Linked DNA regions of Strix aluco: region 2 is linked to region 1. The links are chromatin contacts, called in public Hi-C maps. All regions are on one chromosome and are shown on one strand. Each heading gives the region's core, a stretch centred on a gene start, on an enhancer-like site or on the middle of the called end of the contact. The rest is flanking DNA. Distances are from core to core; before and after follow the strand shown.

Region 1 (6,779 bases), core at 2,025-4,524:
TAGCTCTCTTGCCCTTGGCCTTGCGGACCTCTTCAATCAGATCTTTTAAGTACTGAATTTCCTTACTAAGGGAATCTGCTTTCTCCTTCAGGGCCTGGTTTTTCTGCTCTAACTCTCTGCACTCCCCAGACAATGCCTCCTGTTCCGCCCTCTTCTTCTGCCGGTAACGTGTGGCAGCCGTCTTATTCTGCTCCATCTTTTTCAATTTTTTATCTATTTTCTTTTCTCCTTTCATCTTTGCTGACCCTGCCTTCTCTGCAGGATGATCATATGGTTTGGACCGCACAGAGCTACAGTTGGCATCTGTAGGGAACTGGTTGTCATTGGTGGATCCAACTGAATTGGTAGGACTATGCTGGGGTGTTCCAAGGTAGGAGTCTGGGCTCATGCATATTCCACTATCATCAGAATGGTTCTCCTCCTCTTTCTCAGACTTGGCGATCACTACCACAAAGGTGGGGCCCTCCTGTTTTCTTTCTCCTTCCAGAACATCCACTTCACTACCTAGTTCTAAACTAAATGAATGGTCTGGAGTGGAAGTCAGAGACCCTGGGGAAAGGGGAAAAGACCAAAGGGAAGCCAGTGGGGCCATTGGATCTGCTCCAATTGGAGATTCGGGGAGATGGGTGATTAGGTCAGTTATCAGTGGAGGTTCTTTGTTGTGAAATTCCTGGATGGTAGAGTTAAATAGGAGATCACACGTGTCTTCCAACGTGGCCATCAGCTCGTCTGGTGAGACGGTGGCTTCCAGATGTTCCATACCTAACAGGGCATCAAAGTCAAATTCCTTCAGATCCATCTTCTCCACCATCCACTCCATGCCAGAGAAGGCATCCTCTATGCAATAAGAAAATGACCATTTCAGTAAACCAGCAACCAATGCAACTCAAGCTTCTGAAAACAATCTAGAATATGATCTTTTAACATCCTATCTCTTATATTGGTACAAAAACCATCAGCAAAAGAAATCCCCTGCCACTCAGCTGCAGAAGACTACAGGGTACTATGCAAGCAGTCAGCTGTCCAGACATTCCATCCCTCTTACTCCACCACTAGAATTCATGGCCATTTGAAACATACAGGCAGGCTTGTTTCTTGTGACCTCTGCCAGGGAATAGTACCATAACAGCTGGTATGTTATTAAAAGAACACAGAAGTGTCACTTTACCATACGCCTGTCCAGTAACCAGCAATTCTGTATTGTGTAAGAGATGTACTACAAACGCTTTCCAAGCAGAGGTATGCATGTGAGGTTGCCCTTCAGATTTATGAAAACCTAGCAATTTAATGTTTTAATCAGAAGGTTACTAAATGTATTATGTGCCATTAATTGACACATTTTATGCAAATAAGTAATACCTTACCCTGGCTGCTATCTATGGTGTTGCCTAAACTGTCCACAGCAAGCCAATTGGAGGAGACTGCCTTAGCCTTGTCGCTGGAGAACCCATGCGAACTGAGGGGCTTGGCCACCTCCAGGTAGTCATCTAGGAGTCCCAGACTTTCCTCAGCCACCGAACACGGCTGGCTGAAGGGGGATAATGAATCCCCCAACAGCATCTCGTTGTTCAAGAGGCTCATCTTCGTCAGTTTTTAACGCTTTGATGTCGAAGGATGTAGACAAGTAGAGGGTCTTTTTGTCGACTACAGCAATGCTGCTGTGCAGTGCCTTGAAAAACCTGCAAATAAAACTTTAATTCATCAGTACTCGTTCAACAGCTTTTTAAAAGCAATACCACTTCAGGAAGCATTGTGGCACTCTGTAGACTCGTACGACTTCTCCGTGCCGTTTGCCTGCAACACATCTTTGCGCTTTAATTCCTTGCTCCAGGCTCGCCAGCGGCAGCCGCAGGCTCCAGGTGCGAGTCTCCCGCCGAGGGCCGCTGCTTCCTCATGCCCAAAGATGGGCACGGCGGCCGCCGGCCCCACCCACCCGCTGCCGTGACTCACACCCACGCCAGCAGCCGCAGCCATTTCGTGATCCTGCCGCGTCTCTCTCCCCACCCCGGCAGCGGCCGCCATTTTGTAGCTTGCCACGTTTCCACCGGGGCTCCAGCACCGGGCGGCTCAGGCTGCCGCCGAGGCTTTGCAGGGCGGAGGCGCGCTAAACACCGCACATCGGTGATAGAGACGAGGTGGAAAAGGACAACAGACCTCTGAAATGAGTTGACTTACAAATGGGGGCGTTTGGGTAAGAAACCGAACAGAGTGTCACACGCAACACGTTTTACTAGAGTTTCCTGAAGGTTATGAAACCCCCTCCAGATCATCAGGGCAGGCTTAACGCTACAGTATTAAAGAATTACAGTACCACTGCCAGCTTATGAACAGTCCCCGCTTATCTACTCGGGACGATATACCAAACGGTACTCTTACTTTCAGAACCCCTATGCCTCCAATGCCCCCTTTTGGGTCAGCTACAAAAGCATTCACCCCGAGGGGTCAAGAACATTCCCCCCCCACCCCCCCGAAGGAATGTACTAATCTTACTCCCCTCAAAATCCCACAGTATGGGAAAATACCAAGTTTTGGGTATCTGACTTTTCTCGAACGCTGTAAGACACAGAAATTTCTCGGTATTTCTTCTGAAATGGCATTTCCTGCCATTTCTGACACCCGCCGCCCCGGGGAGGTTGAGCCACACAAGGATCCCACCCCTTCCCCCCCCTCCATTCTTATTACCCAGGTACTTTTTTCCCGAGAGATACCATCCACTACCGTGAGGGTGATAAACCCGCCCCCGAAGCCCATTTAAAGGGTAAAAGAGAGCGACTACTAACACACAGGAGAGGGAATACTCATCCCTCACACACGATACTCACGCCATGGTTGCAGGTGCCGGGGATGTGCTGAGGCCGCCGCCGCTGCTGCTGCGCCTGCTGCACTGGCCGATGCCGCCGCTGGCCCCGCCGCCCTTAAAGAGCCATGGCGGCCAGGGGAGGGGAGGCTGCTCCGGTCCGCGCCGCGCGGGAAGGTGCTGCGCACAGACACAAACACCAATACTCTCTCAGCAACAGACACACAATGGGGTGACGCCTCCCGCGCGCCGCCTTTTATAGGAGCCGCCTTAAGCCAAACAAGATCCGGCTGTGAGGTGTCCTTCCGCCACACGTCACCTGCCTCTCGCAGCGCCCGCCGGCCTGTAGCTTATCTTTCAGTGCTTCTCTCCTGCCATTCTGCCACGGTTTAAACGCAGGAACCATCGACAAAAGCTACCCTGCCAGGATGGAGCAGCAGCCGAGGGACTATATGGTGTATATCCGCGCCAGCCACCTCCCTCCAAGGAGAGGCGCGTCACGTGATCGGAGCGGCTGAGGACGCTCCCTTCCGCGGGGAGCGGGGGGGGTTCAACCGCCAACAAAGCCGGGCGCTCGCATAGGCGGCAGCACGTAGATCGCCACGTGGGAAGCGGGCGCTCATTGGCTAGAGGCGAGCCGCTCACGTGCGCTGTGGGCTGTCATTGGCCAGGGCCCGAAGGAGGCCAGATGCTGAGGGGAGGGGGAGGGGGGCGAGAAGATGCACCTGGGCAGAGAAATGGCGCCTGGGCGGGGGGGGGGGGGGGGGGAGAAGGCGCTGCGCCAGCATCGCAACTCTGCGCCTTCACTAACCTGTCCCTCTCGAAGAAGCGAGTGTTCCCCCTTTAATTTCCAACGGCCCCCTTTGTTCTCTACACAAAGACCTGCTGAGGTCAGGCCGGAGCTGGCAGCTGCTGCTGAGGCCAAGGGGCTGGCATGGCTCCCTTGCAGCACTGAGGTGGCGGGCCACCATGGCCTCCTGCTCTCTCAGATAACGTGTCAGCCCAGAGCAGCTTCGCCTTCCCTCCCTGCCTGCCCCACACATGCAGAGCTCAGATTATGTCTGCTTCGGGGCACGGGCTGTGTGTTTGTGTGCACGAGGACATCTCTGAGCTGAGCCTGCCGGCTTCACAGCAGCCATGGTGAGGTATCGACCTGCGGTGGTTCATGCAGAGTTTCACTGGAGAGCTGTGCTGCTGAGCAGCCGAGAGCATGAGTCTAATTAGTGCCTTCAACCTATGCAAGAGCTGAAAATGAAGTTGGTTATTCCCCAGCTGATGAATGAGAACTTCCCCTCCTGCCATGCGGCTTCACGCTGACACAGTTGCTTCTGGGTTCTCTGTGCAGGCATTACTCAGACTGATGTGAGCATTAATGGATCACCTACATAGCCTCACAGCTGTAAAGGCCAGTGTCACCTTGGAAAGTCTTTAAAGTGCAGTTTCACATTTTTTATCTGATCTAAATCAACTTGCTGCTAGGAAAGGAAGCAGCCCTCTTCCCCCACCCTATTCCTTGCTATACAGTTCCACCAGCTGCTTTGGCCCTCAGTGAGCCAGCTCAGCCAGCTAACCCAGCAGGAAACTCGGAGGTCAACAGTTTTCTGCTGGTTTCAGTCCCTTCATCATTTCATTTGGGTCATACAAGCATCAGCCGGCTCTGGTGAGCTGGGAGGATCGGTGCCTGTGTGCTTCCTCACCGTGTCAGAGTTACCCGGCTTCAAATGGTTGCTTTTCAACGTTGCCAACCCCACAGCATACCATCAGCTCTGAGAACTTCGGTGGGTCCTTGCTTGTTCAAACATCATCGTCCTGCAGGTCAAATTGCTCTCAACTACTTCTGCAAAAGGCTCCACTATTTTCCAGTTAGGGCCTCAGTAGCACTTGTGTAAAGCCATGGCCTTCACTGAGTTTGCTCATGTGTAACTGTCTGGAATTTATTAAACGACTGATAATTTGTGAGGATGGGCGTGACCCAGTTTCTACTTGTAGCAGTCTGATGTTACCATCACCAATCTGTAAACTGAACACTAGCTGCTGAATGAAAAAGGCAATTTTTCCTCCATATTGGATTGTTGGGGGTTTTTTGTTGTTTGGTTGTTTTTTTTTTTTTTGTCTAGAAGCAAGCACAGATTTTGGAATGACTCATTAAAATGGAGGAGGCAGTGAAAAATGTCCTCCAACACCAGAAAACATTACAGTAGCAACTGAGCGATCTAAGATGATTGTTCTGATAAATACACCACAGAGCAGGCAGATCTTGCTTCAAAGGAAAATTTAGAGGATGCGGCAGCTTTTAAAGAAGCCAAGTAGGTGATTGGCTGGGTGGATGGGTGGACAGCATCTCCATGTCCTCACTGGCTAAGGGAGAGCTCTCACATCCCCTGCCGTGCCTGCTTGCCCCTCCTTTAAGTGAAAAGAGTGATTGTACAACTGTAATCATAGCTAAATAAACAGAAATGCTATACACACCCAATCCTTCATCTTGAACAGATAATTATAGATTTCTCTGAAAGGACTCTGGGTATGTGTGAGCAAGAATCACGCAAGCAAAAATGAAATATGCATTGAGGAACTTAATCCAGATATGCCTGTTTCCTAGCTGCCTGGTTTCCATTTTGTGTGTAAACTTATGTGGAAATTTGTCTGTGTTACAAGCTCCAGACAGAAATTTTTTAACAATCCCCTATCCAAAAAGTGAAATCAAGTAACCAGAAGCTAGCCATTTAGTGAACAGCATATTTTTCCCTGTCTGCTGAAGGACTACAGAATTATTGTTGTTACATAATGCCATGAGCTATATCCCCAATTCCTTTATAAATCGTCTCTCTGCATTTGCACGTATTATGTCAGAGGTTTCTCCTTTGTGGCTAGAGTTTTTGACCAAGGTAGAAGACACTTCTTTAAGCTCAAGTAACAATTCTTTATGAATTTTTGTACAAAAAAAATTACAAGTATTTTCTAAGGAGAGAACTACTAACTACCCGCTACTAACTCAGAAATGTCTAAAAAGCATTCCTTTCCAGTATTACAGAATATATTTGTGGCTCAGAGATTGAGAAGTCTGGCAGCTCTGAAGAAAATTAAATTTACAGCACAAAAAGATGGCTTCTGAATGAAGATTAATTTGTGTGCATGGTCAATGAACTGCTGCTGACACATTAACAGCTTTAGCACCGTGGGTGTTATTTGCTTGCCCTGGATACCATACCTCTCAGTAAAGAGAGCTCCTGTAATAAGTAAGATCCATCCCGACCCAGAAGAGAGGGGCCAGCCGCAGGCAAAAGGAGCTGCTTGTGCAAAGCTCACTGCAGGATAGAGGCCAAAGTGACCTTGTTGGGAAGTGATGAACTGCCCTGATAAATGCAGCACTGCAGAAAGCCACCTCTGGCCAAACAGCAGCACCAGGAGGAGGAAAACTAATCCTCCTCCATTCACCCTCTTCCTTCATTAAGATGGAAGGTCAATATATGGGCTTTATTTCTTTCTTTTTTCTTTTAAAGTTAACGTTGCAAAAGAAAAGAGGTTTTCTTCCACCAGCAAGTATACAGGACATAAACATGCTGAATGCTATGTTATTAAATACACAAAAGACAGGGAGGACGTAAATGTTTCCATAGTAACATCTCGCACAGTGTAGACCATCAGTATAGGATGCTCTCAGGGACTGGGGGGGGGGGGGGGGGGGTACTCGTGGGCCTCTGTAGCAGGGGGGCAAGGTGTGGGGAAGTACATATTGCTGGGGCCAGGAAGGTAATGGAGATGGAGATGTTTGCTCTTTCCTGGAGTGCCGAGAAAGCCACAGACAGGGAGAAGGGCTGGCAGATGCTGCATCAGGAGGGCACACAACCCCCATGATGGCACTGGGCAGGTGGCTTTGGGCCCCCACTGAGCCTCAGTGCCCCGGAGAAGAGGCAGATGGGCTTTTGGCTGGCCCTGGGCCCTGCTGGGGTGGCTGGGGAGGAGGGGGCATTGCCTGCTTTGC
Region 2 (6,129 bases), core at 1,925-4,424, 410 kb before region 1:
AGAGCAATTACTGAGGAAAGCCATTGCAAAGATGCTGAAAAAATGACTGTTAATCGTTATTATTACTATTATTGCACAAGCCAGACAAGATCTGTGTATAAAAGGACATTCTGAGAAAATAAACATGATAATAGCAATAAGTGACTAGGACAAGACACTTTGCATCCAAGCATTCTGCAGAAAATGGAGAATAAAGTAACTGAACCATTAAGTAGACTATTAATAAACTCATTCAAGTCAATAACTAAGCTCCTTAGACTTATTCTATGATCTCCAGTTCATACTGCTTAATTGTAAAACCAATCTCTTCTGCAAGCAGAAATATACCAGCTTTACTGGAAGAAAAACCTGAACAAAAAAACCCCACTCAAAAACCCAAGAGAACAAACCCCATTTAAACATATTTTCAACTTACTTATTCTACAGTCCTCTAATTCTTTCCATCATTCTGGATGCAGCTATTCATCCCATCACTCTAGATGCGGCTATCTCTATATATGATGTATATTATGCATTATTTCTGCAAAACAAATTTATTTCTAATTTCCTACTTCCTACAACAAGAGGCAGATCTAAGGTGAAATACACTCAGAACTACACAAAATTCTTCCCTGAAGCTCTCTCTTCTTTAAGTCATCCTCCAACATCAAGTTTTAATGATCCAACACTCAACACCAAGCAAAGCCATGACACACATTCTACCTAAATTTTTTATTGGACTATTTAATCACATAAACTCTGGTAGACGAAGCTTTTTTTTTGATTCACAGTTTCAAGATTTTTATTTCCAAACATTTGAGCTTATTATTTAAATGAAAGCTTAGATTTCCAGCTAAATTTGCAGCTATACAGAAACTGCAGTAACGCACCAATTCATAAGGATGCCTAATCAAGAGACACTGTTTAGTAATTAATTTTTCCCCAGTACACATTACAGGAGTGAAGCAATTCCCTTTACTAAGTATTCCAACAACAACATTATGAGAAAACAGAAACCAAGTTCACAAAAGAAGTATGCACATCAGAATTTTACCAATTAGCACTGAAATGTCTAAGCTGATTCTATACATACATATAGTTACATAAAATTATATATTCAAAAAACATGTACACGCAGTATAGCTAACCAAGATGAAAGTAAAAGGTATAATGATAGCCTCACCTAGTTTCTACAAAGAAAGATGTGCATGCACTTTGTTGCTCCCAGAACATCACAGCAGCAAAGCTAAACACACTGCTACTACTGCTCTGGGCTCCATTCCCCCTTCCCCAGCCTCAATTTTTCTCACTGCAGGATTGACTAGTTTTACCTGCAACTTAGTTATACACAGGGGAAAAGTCACCCTTACAAACCACTCCCTGAGATACATCTACATGGCAGTCCCTGCACTAACTGTTAACTTCAGGACCTCAGGTAAATGCAGCAGATGAGAGCATTTACATAGCTTCTCAACAGCGTGCATGTTCCAAGGAATCTGTACCATTAGAGAGAGGTACCACAGGAGAGGAAGGAATTGCTGAGCAACTTCAGTTTAGACAAACTAACTATAAAGCCGCTTGAATTCGTGCATGTATTTAATAACCCTGCGAATCTACACTATTACCTCTATAACACGTGTAGCAGAAACTAAAATCCAGTTCATCTGGGTAGCAGTATTACTGAAAAATACTAAGTAAAATAGACCTTTCAAATACAGAGCTATACAAATCCCAAAGATCTACCTACTATTTCTCAGGAAGATTCACAGTTTTTGCAAAGTATAAAAATGTGACACTGAAACCTAACAAGTCATTATTTTGTAATTACGGATTGTAAAAAAAAAAAAAGGTTAACTTTATGGAAAGACTTAACAAATATTCTTCAGGTTAGTGAAATGTTCAACATGTAAAAATGAAGTACCGTTTACAGTAGTAAGCATGTCTACTTTAGCTAGGAAAACACTTCGTTGAACCTTGGTTTTATTCAACAAGCCTTAGCTCTATCCTGTAGTAGATACCCTTACATGCATTTCCCATAAAGCAGATTTGAGCATGCAAGACACCATGCTATACAAGCAGCGGTATCCACAGCCGGTGAAGTGTCTCCAGAAACAAACATTCGCTCATTTTGCTACAAACAGCTCGTGAAACTTTTTTTTTTTTTCCCCTGCCTGGGACACACCTCTGAGCACGGTCACTCCTCCCGCCCACATACACGCATTTTAACTAGCATCATGTTCAACACATCCAGTGCGGTTTGTAGTGGTATCAACGTAACCTCAGGACTGTCCCCACACCACACAAAAGCCACACGTTTCTCCCCAGCCACAAAAAGGCTCCTCGGGGTCTTTCCGCCGTTGTAGATTTTGCCCGGCCCGGGCGAGCCGGCGGGCGGGCGGCTCTTCCCCGGCCCCGGCAGCCAGCCCAGCGCACCGCGCTGCGCACCACGGCGCCGGGCAGCGGCCTTGGGACCGCCCGCGCCTCCCGCCGAGGCCCTGTCGGGAAAACCGGAGGGGGCGGCGGTACGTAGGGGGGGACACCCTCGGCGGCGGCAGGGCGCAGCCGCACGTGAGGCGGGCGGCGGGGAGGGGGGCGGCGGGAGTCCGGCTCTGCCCCGGGACAGGGGCTCGCCGGGGTGGAAGGCGGTAGGGGGAGGAGGGGGAGTAGCAGCAGCACCGGCGCCCTTGAGCCGCCGCTCGGGGGCCCTCCTGTCGGCCCGGCCCCCCCAGGACACCGCAGCTCGGGGAGGGGGGGATGGGGCGCGCGCGCTCGGCGCCAAAGGCCCCCTCACAGGCAGCGCGAGGGTCCTGAGGGCGGGAAGGGCCCTGAGGGAGGCCCGCAGCCCGCCCGCCCGCCCTCCCCCTCTCCGCCCGCGGGGGGGGGAACGGGAGGGAGGGGGGGGGCCTGTCCCGCACTCACCGCTGAGGCGCCGTCGCGGTGCACTGAGCCCCCTTCTTCTCAGTGCCGGAGCGGCTCCGCCCGCCCGCCCGGTAAACACGAGCCCAGGAAACAAACGCGAAGAAGCTGCGAAAAACGTCCCCCCACCCTCCAAAAAAACCCCACCGAAAAAAAAAAAAAAAACTTTCCTCGCCGCCGTCTCCCTCCCCCGAGGAGCACGAACCCAAACACACCGAGACACGCCCCCGCACCGCCCCTCGTACCGCCCATTGGACGGCGCCCCGCCGACCCCCACGCTGATTGGTCACTCCGTCTGCTTGTCTTCTTCCTCCGCTCCCCTTTCCACCCCTACACGCTGCCTATTGGGAAGAGCCTCTGGGATCTCTCCGCCCATTAGCCACGGCCCACGTCAATCACAGCGGAACACCCGCCTCTCAGCGCTTCTAATTGGGCTGTCGCGTCGCTACTCCCTCACTGATTGGCTGCACTTGCTGACTGTCATGGGTTAACATTGCCCCCCTTGCAACCCTCAGTGGCTTCCACCCCTTCTTCCTTTCTGCCAGTTGGCTGTGAGATTTGCCCCTTAAACGGGGCACCCGCTCGCCCGCCCCTACTTGCCCCGCCCTTCCGCACTACGGATTGGGTTGCGAGCTGCACCCTCGGACACCATTAGGGAATGGATGTGCCCGTTACACCATACAAGCGCAAAGACCCGCCCACCGAGCTGCTCCCCTTGGCGGCCGGTGCTGGGGCCCTCGTCAGCCGAGGCGGGAGGGGAGGCTACGTCAGTGTGCTACTTCATTTGCCGGCCCCAGGGGCGGAGGGCTGTGACAGCCACATGCGATAACTTGTACAGTCACTGCCGTCACCGCTCAGCGGCGCCAGGCGCCCCCGCTGCGGAACGGCAATAACGCCACAGTCCCTGCTGTCCCCAACGACTTTTACCCCTTGCTCCACCCCTACCTTCACGGACACGCCCGCCCTGAAACAACTATTGGGTAAGGAAGATGTCAGTCGTGAGGCTCGCGAGGCCATTGGAGGGAAGCAGACGCCTCCTCAGCCAACTGGCAACCGCCCCTGATGTCACCCGCCGGATGACACAGCAACCGTAGGTGGGGGCGTGGCCGCGCGGGGAGGGGAGGGGAAGGAGGTGCCTTTGATTGGTTCATCTCGCTGTCAATCTCCCTAGAGCGCGGGAGGGGGGCGGGGAGGTAGGTACCGGGCCGTGTGAAGCGGTGGGTGCGGCGGGGCGATGCTGCGTGCCTGCCGGACCCCACGTGGCCCGGGCAGTTGCGCACGTGACGGGGGCCCGCGAGGCGCCGCCGCGGCCGTTAAGGGGGTGGGGGGAAGGGGCCACCGGTCCCGTCAGAACGGCTCTGGCGGCAGCACGGTTCGGCCTCGCACCTTGCCGCGTGCGTCTCTCTCTGTCCCCGCACACGGAGGTGGGGGAGGGTTATGGTTCAGCTCTCTCCTGCCCGCCTCTATGTTCCCTCAGGGCTTACCTTAAGCTGTGGAGGCTAGTTCCCGGCGGCCTCAGGGTCGCCTGGGGGTGGCTAGTGATCTGGGCTGCCTGATTACCCAGCTGACACATCTTTTACATTTACACGGGTGGAATCTGGCGTTCATTAGGGCTGAAAGGAGCTTGGCCATCAGCTTCCGTGATGTGACGTTTTGCCCTTCATGATTTGAGAGCCAGCTGCAGGTTTTTTTGGAACCAGGCCTCGGGCTTTGAAGGCTGAGGTGCTTCTGGGAGCTCGGTCCAGAATATCTACATTGTGCAGGCTCTCTATGCTGAAAATGACTTTTATAATTTTCAGATGGCAGCTGTGAATAGCAATGAGGAAAACCTTTGAAAAACAGTTCTGTAAGGACTACAGTATCATTCATAAATGTAATTGTTAAAAACAATACTGATCTTCGGTATCTATGGAGTGGGCTAAGCCACAAATGGCTGAGGGGATGAGGCAGTGGGAGACTGAGGCAGGAGCTGGCCAGGGGACACTTTCCTGGGAGCTGATGTGAAGCCAGGGAGTGAGGTGTAACAATATTAGCCCCGGGGACTGCTGGATCTCAGAAAGGGAAGGAGGAAAATGGGAGGTGTATAACCAGGACCTACACAGAACAAAGAAGGGTTTAGGATTAGGGGAGTGGAAGAGCAAGGCCAGAGGAGCATGTAAGTTGCTGAAACTGACAGGGAGACAAAGCACTGAGGGGAATATATGGAATAAAGCTTGTGGAGGATAAACTAGGAGGAGAGAGGGACTATCCTTGCTTGTACAAAATTATATGCTCACTCTCATTCTCCCTATTCTCCAGTATTTTTGAAGACTGCTGTTATCTTAGTGTCTGTCACTTTCTGACCTCACCCAGGGCTGCATGCCAGTGCAATGTTTTCATCTGATCTCCTCCAGAGAATCCTGTTACAACCTGATCAACAAAATAGTGGAGCAGCTGAAAATACTGTTTTGATGCTGGAGAGAGAGCTGTACAGATGTGATGTGCCTGTCATTAGCAAACAGGTCTATGGGTATTCAGTGAAAACACAGTCTGTCTTGGAAGAGCCATAGAACCCTTCACAGGTTAGTCATCACGAGGAGGGACAGCTGCCAACGCAGCAAAACCGTGTCTGCTGCTGGCACGGACAGCAGACAAGATCCATGTGAACTCGGGCTACACAAGTCAGTAAACAGCGGTGAATCTTTTGGTGGCCTCCCCATTCAGTAATGGTAATTGATTTTTACATTGGTTTGTGGGGGAAAAGAGCCCCATTAATATGAATAAGACTTCATGCTGCATATATACATCCTTGTTACTGTAGTGCTTTAAGGAATGCAAAAGGCACTGTATAGCTCAGTATGAAATAGTAGTATAAATTGGGGATGCACCTTGCCTCTGTTCCTCATTGTTTATTCACTGAGTAGCAACTGTCTATATCCTGTCTGTATCCACATGTATTTTTCTTGGTGTAAGCAGAAATCACTAATATACTGAGTACAGGTTGCATGCACTGGGAGAGAAGGATATGTCCAAGATGCTGACCTTGTCTTTGCCATAATTAAAAACATAATAATATCTCTGTTTAGATTCCCCTTCCCCTTATTGGTGTTCCTTTGCAGGTTTTCCTTCATATGTTTTGCTCAGAGTTTTGGTGCGCTAGTAGCAGGACATGGAAAGCAAGGTGAAACAACGTGATTTATTTTGCATAGCCTGGGAAACCAGACATTTTCATTTCAGAGGAGCAAAAGATACCAC

What was found. A called contact is a pair of places that touch in the nucleus more often than the background predicts.
Region 2: a contact with region 1 is called in a Hi-C map of brain, with 6 times the contacts expected there. The contact joins the promoter of TNRC6B here to the promoter of ATF4 in region 1. A contact is called at or near these places in 2 of 2 Hi-C or Micro-C datasets (brain and heart).

The regions. Positions count from the first base shown.
Region 1 is chr5:31,248,284-31,255,062 of bStrAlu1.hap1, reverse strand. ATF4 (activating transcription factor 4) reads right to left here and starts at 3,274. Exons shown (of 4, transcript XM_074826698.1): 1 at 3,121-3,274; 2 at 2,823-2,977; 3 at 1,365-1,679; 4 at 1-837. The coding sequence starts at 1,581.
Region 2 is chr5:31,660,494-31,666,622 of bStrAlu1.hap1, reverse strand. It overlaps TNRC6B (trinucleotide repeat containing adaptor 6B), which reads right to left and starts at 3,174. Exons shown (of 27, transcript XM_074826726.1): 1 at 2,899-3,174.